Linked DNA regions of Mus musculus: regions 1 and 3 are each linked to region 2. Evidence: chromatin contacts called from public promoter capture Hi-C data. All regions are on one chromosome and are shown on one strand. Each heading gives the region's core, a stretch centred on a gene start, on an enhancer-like site or on the middle of the called end of the contact. The rest is flanking DNA. Distances are from core to core; before and after follow the strand shown. Region 1 has its middle 6.0 kb from the start of Gkn3. Region 2 holds the start of Gmcl1 (germ cell-less, spermatogenesis associated 1). Region 3 holds the start of Antxr1 (anthrax toxin receptor 1).

Region 1 (4,321 bases), core at 1,785-4,284, 660 kb before region 2:
ACAGGGACTGGGAAATGCGGGGAACGTGGAGGTGGAAACAGGGACTGGGAAATGGGGGGAACGTGGAGGTGGAGCCCATGAAGATCTCTAGGATTTGAACTCCAGAAACCAGCATCGAGGCGCAGATCTAACCTCATTGTTTAGTACATAAACAACATGGTATCTTTAGCCAGTTAGAGTTTATGTACTCAAGGACAAATGGGGCACAACATGTGTTGTTTAGCTGGATCTGACTCCTTTGCCAGGGAGTAGAAGGGCCGGTCCCCTGGGAGATTTCAGTGAAGGCAGGGGAGGCAGCCACCACCCTGGCCTCTGGTCCTTAGAGTTGTCTCACCACTGGTGCATGGCAGACCAGGACTCTTCGAGGAGTCGCAGAAGCCTATGACACTTCAGTCTCTGTCCCATTGGTTCCTCCACCAGGTTTATTTCCATAGCCCCGGCCACGGCAAGGACAGGGCACAGCCCCAAAGGAAGGAAGGATGGGCTCCCCAGGGGGCACGCGTCCTCTGGGTGGGACTCTGCCTCCTAAGGTTTCCAGGTGCTTCCATCAGCTGGAGAAGAAGCTCACAATTCTTAAACCTTTGGAGGGGATATTCCATATCAAAATCATAACAATAGCCAAAGAAGTAAAGCTGAGACAAAGATATGACCTTCTACCTTCTTACAAAAAAAAAAAAGAAGAAGAAAAAGAAAAGGGCTTTGAGATAGACCACGCGCGAGAGTGGAGATCAATACGTTAGGAACGGTACATGGCACATGTGCTGCAATGTATCTGTTTTGACTCGGATCTGCATCGGGAGGTTCTTCACAAGGACTGTGCCCCATAGCTGCTCTGTGTTTCACACAAAGATGCTGTGATGTCACACATAACGACGCTGACAGAGTAAGTGCTGTGATGTTACACATAAGGACGCTGACAGAGTAAGATGCGTGGGAAAGGAAGACAGCGTAAGAATAAGCACAGCACTGTGATGGCCTTAGCAACGACATCATCTTGTTTAAAATTACATATATCTTTATTTATCTGTGTGTGCACGCATGCACATGTGTGCACGTATGCACAGGGCACTTGTGGAACATTAGAAGACAACCCACGGGAGTCACGGAGGTCAAGTCTCTCTCTCTCCACCATGTTGCTTCTGAGGACTGAACTCGGATCCACAGGCTTGTTAGCAGTCCTTCATCCCCTAAGCCATCTCTCCAGCCCCAAGCTTTTATCTTATTTGAGACAGGGTCTTTCCATGTAGCTCTAGTGGACCTGAAACTCAATATGTAGATCAGACTGGCCTTGAACTCAGAGTTTTTATTTTTAAAATAGAAAAAAATGCATTGATGATGCTTATGTGCCAGCTCTTCTCTGTCCTTGGGTCACAGGATTGTTTTGTTTTGTTTTGTTTTTGTTTTTGTTTTTTTGTTTTTTTTTTTTTGCTTGCTTGTTTGACTTTGCCTTAAACAGTCAGAGCTGTGAAATCCCACTGTATGATCAGGAACATTGATTTGTTGCTACTGTCCTGGTGTGAGAGGGCAGCAAGGTTGGGGAATAAAATGCTCAGAGCTCTCACGGTCCCTCCTACGCCTACCGTGGGGAGGAGCCAGCTCGGGACTGTCCTGTATGATTTTAACATTCCTCAGCAGCGGGGCCTGCCTGACAGTGGATCGACCGCAGTTTAGTGCCAAGGACCGTTATCTAGATAGGGGATTAACACCTCTTTTGGTTGATGGAGAAAACAGCTCAGAAATCCCCTCTGGCAAGCTCTTGCTTTATCAAACCTCACTTCCATCTCCGCTGCTTTAACATGCAAAGCATTGCCCGTATCCATGGAACCCTTTAAATACATACAGCCTGTGTCTAGCTCCAAGACCAGGCAGCATTAACTCAACCTCCCTGCCTGTCCCAGCCTGGGATGCTCACAAAACCCAGACCCAGTCATCATATTCATGCCCTGAAGTCAGCGAGCTTCCCTTTCCTAAGGTGTCAGCCACTTTTCTCACTGTGGTAAACATCTCCAGAAGCAACCACAGCGCAGTTCTTTGGGGCTCAAGGTCTGGGGTTCTTCGATCCGTGGAGGCGCTTCCCTATGGTGTGGGCGGCCCTGTGGCTCACGTGGCTCTGGGTGGGGCTGTGGTAGTGGGAGCTCAAGGCTGCTTGCTCAGAACTCATCAGACCATGACACAGAAAAAGAGGAGTGCCATCCAAGGCTGCTCACCTTCGCCCTCCTACTCCCTCCTGGACCCCAGCTCACAGGCAGGATGACATCAACCGCATCCATCTTGGGCTTTCCCTCATTAGTTAATACTCTTTGGGAAAGCCCCCAGACACATCCAGAAGTGTGCTTTCACCAAAGTCTTGGGCATTCCTTGACGCAATGGAATTGACAATGGATATCAGTGATCAAACCACCTCCTCTCAATTGTCCTTACATGAGAGTCAGAAATGGTCTTGCATCCCCACCTCCATCCCTAACCCCATGCCCACATACCCACATAACTCTCTCCCTTTCATCATTGTCTACTGCTCTCACCCACAACTCAAGCCATTGCCTGGGTGAATGGAGGATAGTTCATCTGCTTAGAGATGGAAAAGCTGAGGGAGGCAGGTGTGTATGGGTGTGTGTAGGGGTGTGTGTGTGTGTGTGTGTGTGTGTGTGTGTGTGTGTGTGTAACAGAAAGAAAGGGAGAAAGAGAAAAAGAGAGAAACCCATTTAAACACAATTATGCTTACACAATTGAATATCAAGTAGAAAGTTAGACACTCGAGTCTGGAGGTTGAGGAGGCTGGGCTGGGAGTAAAGTGGAACCATCAGATTGGGAACTGTGTTGGAAGGCAGACGCTGGGTGGACTCTCTAAGTGGATGACACACAGATGAGTAGAGGAAAGACCAAGGCCTCAGGTCTGGACACCACTGCAACTCCGCACAGAGTTGGAAAAGAGAAAGAAACAATGAGAAGCCAGACAGCTGCAGTGTCCTGGAGGCCTTCTGGGGACGCAGGGGCTCAGGGCATCAAGTGACTCTGGTTCCTCAGCTGAGAGCAGCCTGAGAGTCGATCACTGCACTTCCTGTTATGGGGGTTGTGTAATGTGTAGGATCCACAAAGGGCAACTTCACTGGAGTGTCTAGGGACGCACCTGACCGGGGCAGGCTCAAGGGAGGGAGGAGAAAGCAGAGTGTACCATGACCTCAGGGCTTCTGCAGCAGGAGAGAAAGAGGGGTGTGTGTGTGTGTGTGTGTGTGTGTGTGTGGTTGGGATAGGGGTTTATTTTTGTTTTATTTTTCTTGTGACTGTTATTTTTGTTTCTTGGAAAATAGGGAATGTAACAGTATGTGGTTTTGCTCGTAGAAACAATCCAGTGATTACTCATTAAAAGAAATGAAAATAGATAACACAATGGAGATGGAAGGAAATGGGAGAGGGCGGAGTCCACACAGTCAGAGGCTGGCATGTGGAAACTGGAGGGAGGTTTGGAAGTTCTTATCAGACAGTTTCTACTAACATGTTGCCAAACATGCTGCAGATGCTCATGTGTGTTGTGTTAATGTGACATGAGTTGAGCCAATCTGAAGAATAAGAAAAGCAAACCAATCAAACAAAAGCAGGGCATGCAATTAAAAATTCAGGGCCAGCCACGTATAAGTCCATCCTGAAAGGAGAGGGAACAAATTAAGGCCTGCTAGTAATTAATTAACAAGCTCGATCAAAGCATTGGTTATAATTCCCAACCCTGCATAGAAGGAATAAACAGAACTGCTCGACACAGTCAGGCATGAACCCTTTCTGCATATAAGGACTGTGCTGATGCCCATGAGGGAAGCCTGACCCAGCCCTCAAGTACTTTCTCATTCCCCACCCCCCTGCAGAACTGCTAATGCCAGAATAGATTGCAAATTCCTGCCCAGTGAAACATCTCATTGCCTCAAGCTGGCAGGAAGCTTTCAGTGAATGGCTTCGCCTTATGTCCTGCGTAGAACCCAAGGCCCACTCTAGAGAAGATGGAAAAAGAACAAGATGGACAAGCAAATCCATGACTGTACACACCAGTGTATCAATGCTCACACAGAAAAAGTTCACACCCCAACAGACAATGTTTTAAATATATTCCTTCACTAATAAATGCAAATCAAAGATGCTACCCGGTCCGGGTCATGCGTATTAGAAAGGTCATACCCTAAACATAACAAGTGTTGGTGAGGATATGGAGAAACTGAAGCCCTTATGTATTACTTACGGGAACATAACGGTGTTCAACAGCATGGAAACGGTTCGGTGGTGTCTCAGGCAGTTAAACATAAAAACCACTACACAACCCAACAATTCCACTCCT
Region 2 (4,986 bases), core at 53-2,552:
ATTGATGCAGTCAGTTCCGGGGGGGGGGGGGCGAAAAACTGGCAAGAACTCGTAAAGTTGAAAATTTCCCAAGAGCCCGTTTCTGGGATCTGCCTGATGAAGCTTTTGCGAGTGGTGTTCCTGAAAGAGCATCTACGTAGAAATAACTGAAACCCCTTGGCAAGGGAGTAGGCAAATGATGTGTCTAACAATGAGCAGTGACAATAACTAGAGATTCCATTCAAAGTATAGTTTTAGGAGAGGAGAAATCATAGGTTTGGGATGGTCCAATTCCATTTAAATTACATGTCTGAATGTGCAGCAGAAGAGTGGTTATACGTGTAAAGACATGCATAGAAATGGCACAGAGAGGGAGAGGCTGGAAACTGAGAATTAGTACACAAGGGGTTTCTCATTCCCCACTATATATCAATAAAGCTAAAGGGGAGTGAATCAAAGTAAGTGTGATAGAATTCCAAGCCAGTAGTAGGTCCACAGGTACTTGTATTGCTCTGTTTGAAACATTCTATTATAAACATTTTACTTTGAAAGGTATAAAAGGCAGGTATGGTAGCTCAGTGCCTCAACTCCTAGCACTTAGAGGCTGAGATAGGCGGACTTCTGAGAGTTCCAGGGAAGCCTTGGGCTTCAGAGTGACACTTTTCCTTGAAGAAAATTTAAAAAAAAAAAAAAATCGAGGGCCAGGGATGTAGCTTAGTTGGTAGAATGTTTGCTTAGCATTCAAGAAGCCCTGCATCTGATACTCAGCATTTCAGGTCCACGAAGGTGATGTGACACATACATGGCTGTAATCCCAGCTTTCAGGGGGTAGAAACAGGAGATCAAGAGTTCAAGAGCATCCTATACAGTGAGTCGAAGTATGTAGTACGAGACACTGACACAATAAAATAATAATTAAATCAAAACAAGGCAGCAGAAGGAAGGCAAGACCTGGAGGCTAGCTGAGGCTCCAGACTGAACCCGGTCAACACAGCTGGGTGACGGTCATCTATCTAACCGGGCCAGTCGGGTCCTAGAGCCCTGGAAGCAAAGGCCATGTTGGCAAGTCCGTCCTCTTATTAACCGTACAGGGCTGGATGAGACCCCGGAATCGAGGAAGCTTACGGGAAGAACCAGCGACAGAGATCCCGAGATCTGTTAGGCATAAGCACACAGTGCCCACGCCCCTCCGTTGAAGCCGGAACCGCGGAAGTCAGACACGCACCGGGGCTGAGCGCCGCAGGGACGGGCCAGCAGCCTGCGCATGCGCAACCTGCAGCGCAGGCTCCGTCCTCCCGCCCCGCCTTTTCCGGAGGCTCGCCTTGCGCCTGCGCCCTGCGGCGCGCGCTTTGTTGGGAGAAGGAGGGGGCGAGGTCTAGCGAAGCCGGTCCGCTGAGGCGCTACGGGCGGGGCTGAGGATGGAGGTGACTGCGTTCGCGGCGACGGTTGGGGCTGCGCGCGAGGCGGCAGCGGAGTAGGCGGTGGAGATACGGGCATGGCGGGGCGGCCCCTCGGTGCTCCCTAGGCGCCGGAGCCATGGGCGCTCTCAGCAGCCGGGTGCTGCGGCCCGCAGGGCGCACAGAGCAGCCCGAACCCACGCCCGGGGCTGGGGGCGCGGCCCGCAGGTCGGACGCCGGCGAAGATGCGGGCCACAGCTTCTGTTACTGTCCGGGCGGCCGCAAGCGCAAGCGCAGCAGCGGCACATTCTGCTACTGTCACCCCGACTCCGAGACAGACGACGACGAGGACGAGGGCGACGAGCAGCAGAGGCTGCTGAACACGCCGCGCAGGTACGGAACGCCCCGCACCTTGGGGGGCCTGACCCCGGTGTCCTTGACAGGAGAGCGCGGGAGGGTCGGTGCGGGAGGTGAGTGCCCGCGGAGCAGATGGGAGCTGGGCGTTTGCAGACAGACCTAGGTCAGTGCGGGAGCGGGCGCGTGCCGGGCAGACCTGGGGTCAGTGCGGGAGCTGGGCATTAGCAGACAGACCTGGGTCAGTGTAGGGTCTGGGAGTTTGCAGATAGACCTGGGTTAATACGGGAGCTCGCGCGTGTTGGGTGGACCTGGGATCAGTGCGGGAGCTAGAAAGCTTAGGGTTCTGCACATTAAACAGAAGCTTCCTGAGTGTCAGAGCCTCAACCTGAGCCTAAAAGGACTAGCCAGAGCTTCCGCGTCCCTTCCGTAGCAGGCGTTTGCTTTTTGAATAGGATAGCCACGGGAAATTTTACTGTGCATCACTAGCCATAAATCAGTAAAGAGAGGAGCATAGTAGTCCCTGAGATGGACATCTCTCTGTGTTGTCACTAGAGGGACCAGTGATGGAGATTCGCCCAGTTAAGAACAAAGTCTGCTTGTTGAGGTGGGCTGCACTCTGTGTAGGTTGCATAAGATTTTTTTGAGGGAAGAGTTGAAAAAAAAAAATCATTGCTTGTGAAATAGATGTGGCGTATACCAGAATATACTGTGCAGTAAGGATTTTTTTTTTCTCTTTTTAAGGTCACTGTTAGACTCACACAGATGTAATTTTTTAATGAAATTTTTAAAAAGGATCTGCTTATGGACATTGCATTTTTGTTGACAAAAAAAGTGTAGGTGAGCCGGGCGTGGTGGCGCATGCCTTTAATCCCAGCACTCCGGAGGCAGAGGCAGGCGGATTTCAGAGTTTGAGGCCAGTCTGGTCTACAGAGTGAGTTCCAGGACAGTCAGGGCTACACAGAGAAACCCTGTCTAGGAAAACCAAAAAAAAAAAAAAAAAAAAAAAAAAAAAAAAAAGTGTAGGTGGTAGAGTTGGAGCTCAGTGGTAGCGGTAAGATATGTAAATATCTTAGGTTAAAAACTAGGTTAATATAACTTTTCATTAGGGGGTGAATATATTCACAAGATGGATGTTCTAATGAGTTCCAATTCTGAATTCCTATCTGTATTCTGCACTTAATATACTCATTTTCATATGTAAAGTAGAACTATTATTGCCACCTCAAAGAGTTACGCAGATTTTGCAAGGTATTACAATCCTGCAGTAAGCCTCTGGTGGCTGAGACAAGAGCATCAAGTTGGAGGTCAGTCTGAGCCACAAAGTGACTTAAAGGCCATTCTGGGCTGTATCCAGACACCCTGGAGAGAAGAGAGAGGAAGGAAGGGCTGGGAGTGTTGAGACTCTCACAATCTGAGAGTGAGCACAAGTGCAGTGCCCCCCCCCCCCCCCCCCCCGGTTTTAAGATTTGTTTTTATTTATGAGTATGTGGATTTGTGCACATTCCTGCAAAGTCCTGGAACTGGAGTTACAGAGGTGTTGAGCTCCCTAATGTGGGTGTTGGGAATTGTACTTGGGTCCTTTGGAAGAGCAGTGTGTGCTCTTTACCACCGAGACACCTCTCAGGCCCCAGAGTGCCTGTCTTTGTGCATTTGGTATTAGAACTCTTTGATGAACAGGCTCTTATGTCATAAGACATGCATCCTTCTTCAGCCTTAGTGACTTAGCCACTCCCACTTACTTTTGGTAATTGTCTGATGCACCTTTTTAATCCTTTCCAACCTACATCCTGTATCCCATCACCCAACCACCCCTAAGATTTCCCAGCCCATATCCCAGGGCCTTATCCATTCTCCGGAAGCACTTTACTACCAAGCTGGATCTTTTCCACACCAGTACCATCTTTTCACTCTTTGCATATGCACTCATGCACAGTTGTGCTTGCATGTGGAGGCCAGAGATCAACAGTGGATCTTTCTATATTCCCCTCCACCTTACCTTTTTATGAGTCTCTTTATTAAACTGATTGGCTAGTCTAGCCAACCAACAAGGTCCGATCCTCCTGTTCCTGTCCTTCTACCTGCCCCGTTAGGATTACAGATGCTGGCAACCCCACCTGGCTTTTTTGTGGGTGTTTGTTGGTTTGTTCTTGTGTTCAGCTTTGTACTTGCAAAGCACTTTATTGGCTGAGTAATCTGCCTGGCCCTTGTTTGTGTCTTTATGTTTAAGGTTAGTATATATACAGCATATAGTTAAATCTTGCTTTTTTTAATCTAACATGACAGCTTGTGCCTTTTGATTGGTATGTAGACCATGTATATTTAATATAATTTTTGAAATATATGACAGGGAACATTTAAAAGAGAAAAACAATTATTTGAGCAAGGAAATTTTAATATAAATCATAACAAACAAAAAACAGGAAATTAACTGTCAAAGACAAAATATAATGATAAGGGATCTTTAGGAAAAAAAGTATAGGAATATGCCAGGCATTGTGGCACACAGCTATAATCCCAGCGCTCAGAGGCTGGGACAGGAGACTCATAGATTCAAGGACAGCCTAGGTTATGTCAGGTGCTTCCAGTAGAACTCTTTCTGTTTACATTGTTTCTGTTGTATATAAATCTATTTACATAAATATTGACATTTATGTTTGAGAGAGGCCTCTGCTACAGTTCATGTGCAGCAATCAAAGACAGCTCAAGGGAGTTTTCTCCTTGAACCATGTGGGTTTTAGGGTTTGAACTCAAGTCTTCAGGTTTGGTGGGTAAGGCCTTCACCTTCTGAGCCATCTCATCCCGTACACCTCCCCCTTCAGTGTCTCACTGTGCAGCTCTGGGTGGACTGGAACTCATAGAGATCTTTCTGCTTCTGATCTCCCTCCCTAGTACTGGGGTTGAAGCCAGTGCCACCATGCCTGGCCTGGCTCCCTTTTTAAAAGCTTCTTAATGTCCTAGAGTTTCTAGCTGCCTTTTTTCTTCCATTAATGAACTAATAATATCCTTTCTTCATATCTTGAGCTTTTCTCAATCTTTTGAGATACCCTAGCATAGAACCTGCTTTGAACCCTAGACCTCCTACAGAGTCCCACCCTCTCACTCCAGTCTGGGTCTCCTGCTTCTAAGGATTGTAACTGAGACTTGACCCCATCTCTATGAGGTGGTTTTCAATAGCTTCTCTCCTTTCTTTCTCGGTGAACTTCATCTTCAAGTATTTTTTCATAAGGGTGGAAAAGGGTGATGACTTTTGCTT
Region 3 (4,639 bases), core at 123-2,622, 600 kb before region 2:
CCCAGGCAGACCTTCTAGACCACCCCCAATCCCACCCCATAATATTCTCAAGGCATTTCTCTGCCACCCAAACTCTTAAAGAGCTCAGAGGACACCCAGGACATGAGAATGAGATGTTCTGAACTGCTAGCTTCTCCTGTCCCTTGCTTCCCTGTAGGGACATGTAAACCCTATCCTCCAGGCTCAGATCACTTCCTTTATTACACTGTCCCCAAGTTCCTCCTTGTCCTGGACCAGTGCCCCTCACCCCCTAGTTTTCCAGCCTTCATTGGTCCAGCTGGCTTCTGTAGAGATCCCCTCCTCTTTCTTATCACAGAGCTTAGTGGGGCCAAGATGGGTTTTCCTTGTTTGAGGCAGTAAAAAAATTATAGAAAAAGCAACTGTAGTCAGTTTGAGTATTTTTACTTCTCCTAATTATTTTTTTTTTCCTGCAAACAGCAACTTCAAAAATGTGGGTGCTAGTAGGTGTTACCTGAAGACAATTTTATGAACAAGCATGCCTGGAAAACTGTTAAATCAACTTTCTTCCTACAGAAATTCTCCAGTGTTTAAATTAATAACAGGCATGTATTAGTTACCTGTGATTGAGTAACAAACCACCCCCAAGCCAGCAGCTCAGAGCACAGGCAAACACTGCTGCCTGCTTTCCAAGGTTGGGAGTCAGAGGAGGGCCAGGTCAGGTGCCTGCTTGGGTGTCAGAGGCTGCAGTCACCTGAAGGCTTAGCAGGCACTGGAGAATTAGCAGTGAACAGTTAATCCTCAAACAAGTCACCAGGGTTGGTGTTACCACAAGACTCCCTAAAACGTGGAGATGCGGACAATCTAGATGCCTTGGCTGTTCCAAACCTCAACAACTACATTCGGTGGCATTGTCTGTGCAGATTTTAACCAGAGCCCTTTGTGATCTGCAGTAAAACTATGTAAGATCAAGCCTTGTGCTTCATTTGCACAAAGGCTCCTGTTTGCAAAGTCCTGGCCTGGAGTTGGAGTCACCCTGCTCGAAGGAAATGAGTTTTCATCAAATGTTTACAGGGACTGTATCCGCAGATACAGAAGAGCAAAACAGAAAGAAGGCATGGGGGTTGGGGGATGGTTAGAGAGGATGAAGACCTGGCCGTGGAAAAGTTAAGAAAGGAGACGAAAAGGAAGGATTAATTAAAGGCGTGCACCTCACCTGAAAACTCTTAAGATTTATCCCCTGCCAAAAGTCCCCACCCAATTCCGCCCCAGCCAAGGTCTAGGGGACCCCAACATTTTCGCCGCCCTTGGCCACAAGATGGCACTCTTTAGACTTTTTCCAAAAAAAAAAAAAAAAAAAAAAAAAAAAAAAAGAAGGGAGGGAGGGAGCAAAGACACCGCACTGCCCCAACCAAGAACAATTTGAAAACCCACCCCATCATACTTAAAATCTAGGACAAAGAGCCATCGGGACGGAACTGCTTCGACTGCAAAGCTTCAAGCGCAGCCTGGGAGCGGCCTGGTGGCCCTATCCCGGCAGCTCCACACAGCAGAACGCCCTGGGTCCCTGAAACTCGAAACCCGGGCTCAGAACCAGCGGAAACCAAAGCGAAATCCTTGAACTTCTCTGAACAATTGCTTCCGGGCGTTTGCTGAGAGCCGGGGGACCTGACCGGAGCCCAGGCCGCGTATGGCGCGCCCCTGATGTCACACGGACGCCAGCGAGGCCAGCGCTCCGGCTGCAGCATGGACCGCGCGGGGCGCCTGGGTGCGGGCCTGCGGGGACTCTGCGTGGCTGCACTCGTGCTCGTGTGCGCCGGACACGGGGGCCGCCGCGAGGATGGGGGACCAGCTTGCTACGGAGGATTCGACCTCTACTTCATCCTGGACAAGTAAGTGCCTGGAGGATGCTGCTCTGGGGCGGGCGGTCCCTAGGGCGCACCACAGCTGGCCGCCGGTCCTCAACTGCGGGGCGTCTGAAATGCTTAGCCTGCTTTCTTTGCTGTCTCTGGCCCGGAGCTTGCGAGTCCAGGGAGGATGCAGTTGGCTCTATTTGTCTTATTGCTTTCCAATCTTGGGAGAAGGAATTGCAACCAGAAGTAGAATTTGCAGACACTTCCAAAGTTGGAGACGTGGGTATTCTTCAAAATTAGCCACCTCTTTTTACAAAATGTAAAAATGCAGTCTTTGTTCTCCATGGCATGATGCCTGTTGACCCGGGGCACTTGTGGAAGTCCAAGGCACGGATTCTCCACCTCTGGGGTTCCAACTAGTTTTTGTGCAGACTTCACCATCCGCTTAAGGGCTCTAAGCACCATTTCTGCCCCCTACCCTATAGACAGAAGCCAGCCACAAGGCCACTCTTCCGCCTGATTGGTGTTAACTAAAAATGCTTTCAAATGCTGGCAAATGTCTCCAGCACCCCTTGCCTTCAGAACTGAGGTGTAGATCAATTTGGGCTGATGGTTTTTGACTGATGGGCTGCCAGGGAAACCAGCAAGATTACTCCTTACTAAAAGGAACTTTGCTTAAGGAAGAACTGAGTTAAGTCCAGTTCGACACTTTCCAGATCCCCACAGGGTTTGCCAAAGCCACAGTTACTCAAGTAAGCTTCATGCGCTCTGCTGAAAAGCGGCTACAACAATAAAAAGTGCCTCAAGATCCGGGCTCCTTAGATCTGTGCCAGTGCCAGGAGAGGCGCTTGCAGCTACAGTGGTAGGGAGGTGAATTTCACAGACTGGAAAGTATTTGGGACTTGGAACAAGAGTCCTGAAAAATAAGCTGGCCGCTGGACACCAAATGTGCTTCACAGTTGCTGCTGGGGCTTGATTTTTTTCCGTAGAGGCTGTTTTGAGCTCCAGGTACTTTGGATTAAAAAGCGAGGTCTCTTTCTTACAGATTTACGAGAAGGTGGATACTGAAAATTCAGGGCTGGGCTAAGAAATGGAAAATCTTTTGTGCCTTTAGCAGGTGGGAACTGGAGCCCCTGCGTTGGGGAGCCTCTGGGACTGTGTCTGGAGGCAAAGGTGCTCCCCATTGTGCCCCTCTAAGGGGACTTGGGGGCTGGATCTGTGCCTCAGTCAGCAGGATGCTATAGAACGTATAAGCCCTAGCACCACAAACCCCATAAACTCACTGTGATGGAGGTGGTGCATGCCTGGAAGCCCTGCAGTTGGGAGGAGGTCAAGGTGATTCTGGGCTCCTAGGCTACGCAAGGAGTTTGACGCCAACCAGGGTTGCCTGAGACTGTCTCAAAAGACAACCAAACAACACCAACAAAAGCCATAGCCCAAGAAATCCCAAGAGACCCACGGGGCAACTTGAACAAACAAAAGCATCATTTCCCCAGACCGAGGACTGCCTTGGTGCTGTGAGCATAACCTGGTGGCCTAAATCTATAATTTGGACTGAATATTTTGGTCCAACTTATAAATGGAATTTCTTCAGGTGATGGAAGGGATTCAGTAGAATCATCTTTGGATCATTTCTGAAGGGGACACAACTAAGTCAAAAGCTAGATTTTATTTTATTTATTTATTTATTTTGGAAAAAAATAGTGAAGACATGCTTTCTCTGCAAAAATTTAACTGTACTAGAAGGCACATCCCTGAAAACGGTTTGGAAAAGTTCAAAGAGTATGTGGACAAGGACTATCCGTGTAACCTTAGGCTTACATCTTATAGAGAGTGACAAGGACACAGAAGCTAGGAAGAAGACTATCAGGGGACGGTGGCGGGGGGGGGGGGTTGAATACATAAGCTCTGTGATCTTCTGGGCATGCAGATAGCACAAGTGAGATACAACAAGTTGCTAAAGCTTTTGCAGCCTAATTTACTCTCTGAAGGGCTGGTCTTGGGGTGGAAAAGCTAATTAGAAAATAGCTTTATGATGTCTTAATTTCCAAAGAAAACTATATGTTAAAGCTAATATTTGAACAGAAAGAGTCTGACTCATTAGCATTTAAAGAGGTGGGGACGTGAGGGGACAGTGTGTATTGTGTGGCAGAGGCTTTTAAGGCATTTCAGTGTGCAGCAGTGGCCACCTGTGTCCTGTCTTGCTCAGGGCAGTGTGAACTGGTATTCTTTGTGGACTTGAACTGCATGGTAGAGTTTTCTAGAAGGTCAGAAGTGCTTCATGTTCCTGCTAACCAGAACAGTAGCTACTTGCCGTATGTGCCCCCCCCCCCCCGTGCAAATGAGGACGTGAACTTTTAATTTTGTTTAAATTAAATAGTCACATGTGGCTGCCACATGAGTCGTGCAGATGAGAAGATGCATCGGCAGAAAGCATCGTGTGCTCTTAACACGGCGAAGGTTCTTCTGTTTCATCCAACACGTCTTTATCTTAAGGGGGAAAAATGCATTAGAAAAAGACTCCCTTACTGGGAGTCTATGGTAGTGCTATTTACAATAAAAAGCTGAGAATTACCTAAATGTCCAACAATGGGATTTAAGTAAGACATGAAATATGCAGAGTACTGTACGCTCATTGCAGATTGTGTATGTTTGCAAGTTATTTTAGGAGAAATAGATAATACTTATACTATTATGTTTCCAAACATCATGTGCATTCCACCTTTGTAAGGAGTGAGGCTAGGCTTGATGCCAACACTTGGGAGACCAAGGCCAACCTGAGCTAAGTAACTCGATTCTGTTTGAGAACAGAGCAAAACAAAGCTGAT

What was found. Promoter capture Hi-C pulls out the DNA fragments that hold promoters and counts their contacts.
Region 1: a contact with region 2 is called in a promoter capture Hi-C map of the C10 cell line, with 3 times the contacts expected there. The contact joins the enhancer-like site here to the promoter of Gmcl1 in region 2. A contact is called at or near these places in 7 of 39 promoter capture datasets (the 3T3-L1 cell line, the C10 cell line, hippocampal neurons and 3 more) and 1 of 115 datasets of contacts at active chromatin or transcription factors (embryonic stem cells).
Region 3: a contact with region 2 is called in a promoter capture Hi-C map of neural stem cells. The contact joins the promoter of Antxr1 here to the promoter of Gmcl1 in region 2. A contact is called at or near these places in 7 of 39 promoter capture datasets (cranial neural crest, frontonasal cranial neural crest, hippocampal neurons and 3 more) and 1 of 115 datasets of contacts at active chromatin or transcription factors (large pre-B cells).

Annotation. Positions count from the first base shown.
Region 1 is chr6:87,392,789-87,397,109 of GRCm38.p6, reverse strand. No RefSeq gene overlaps it. Among named protein-coding and RNA genes, the nearest start is that of Gkn3, 6.0 kb to the right of the region's middle. Within about 2 kb of position 3,034, at least 25 of the 459 cell types and tissues checked have an H3K27ac peak or open chromatin away from gene starts, as enhancers often do.
Region 2 is chr6:86,729,694-86,734,679 of GRCm38.p6, reverse strand. Gmcl1 (germ cell-less, spermatogenesis associated 1) reads left to right here and starts at 1,302. Exons shown (of 14, transcript NM_011818.3): 1 at 1,302-1,769. The coding sequence starts at 1,516.
Region 3 is chr6:87,332,508-87,337,146 of GRCm38.p6, reverse strand. Antxr1 (anthrax toxin receptor 1) reads left to right here and starts at 1,372. Exons shown (of 18, transcript NM_054041.2): 1 at 1,372-1,850. The coding sequence starts at 1,705.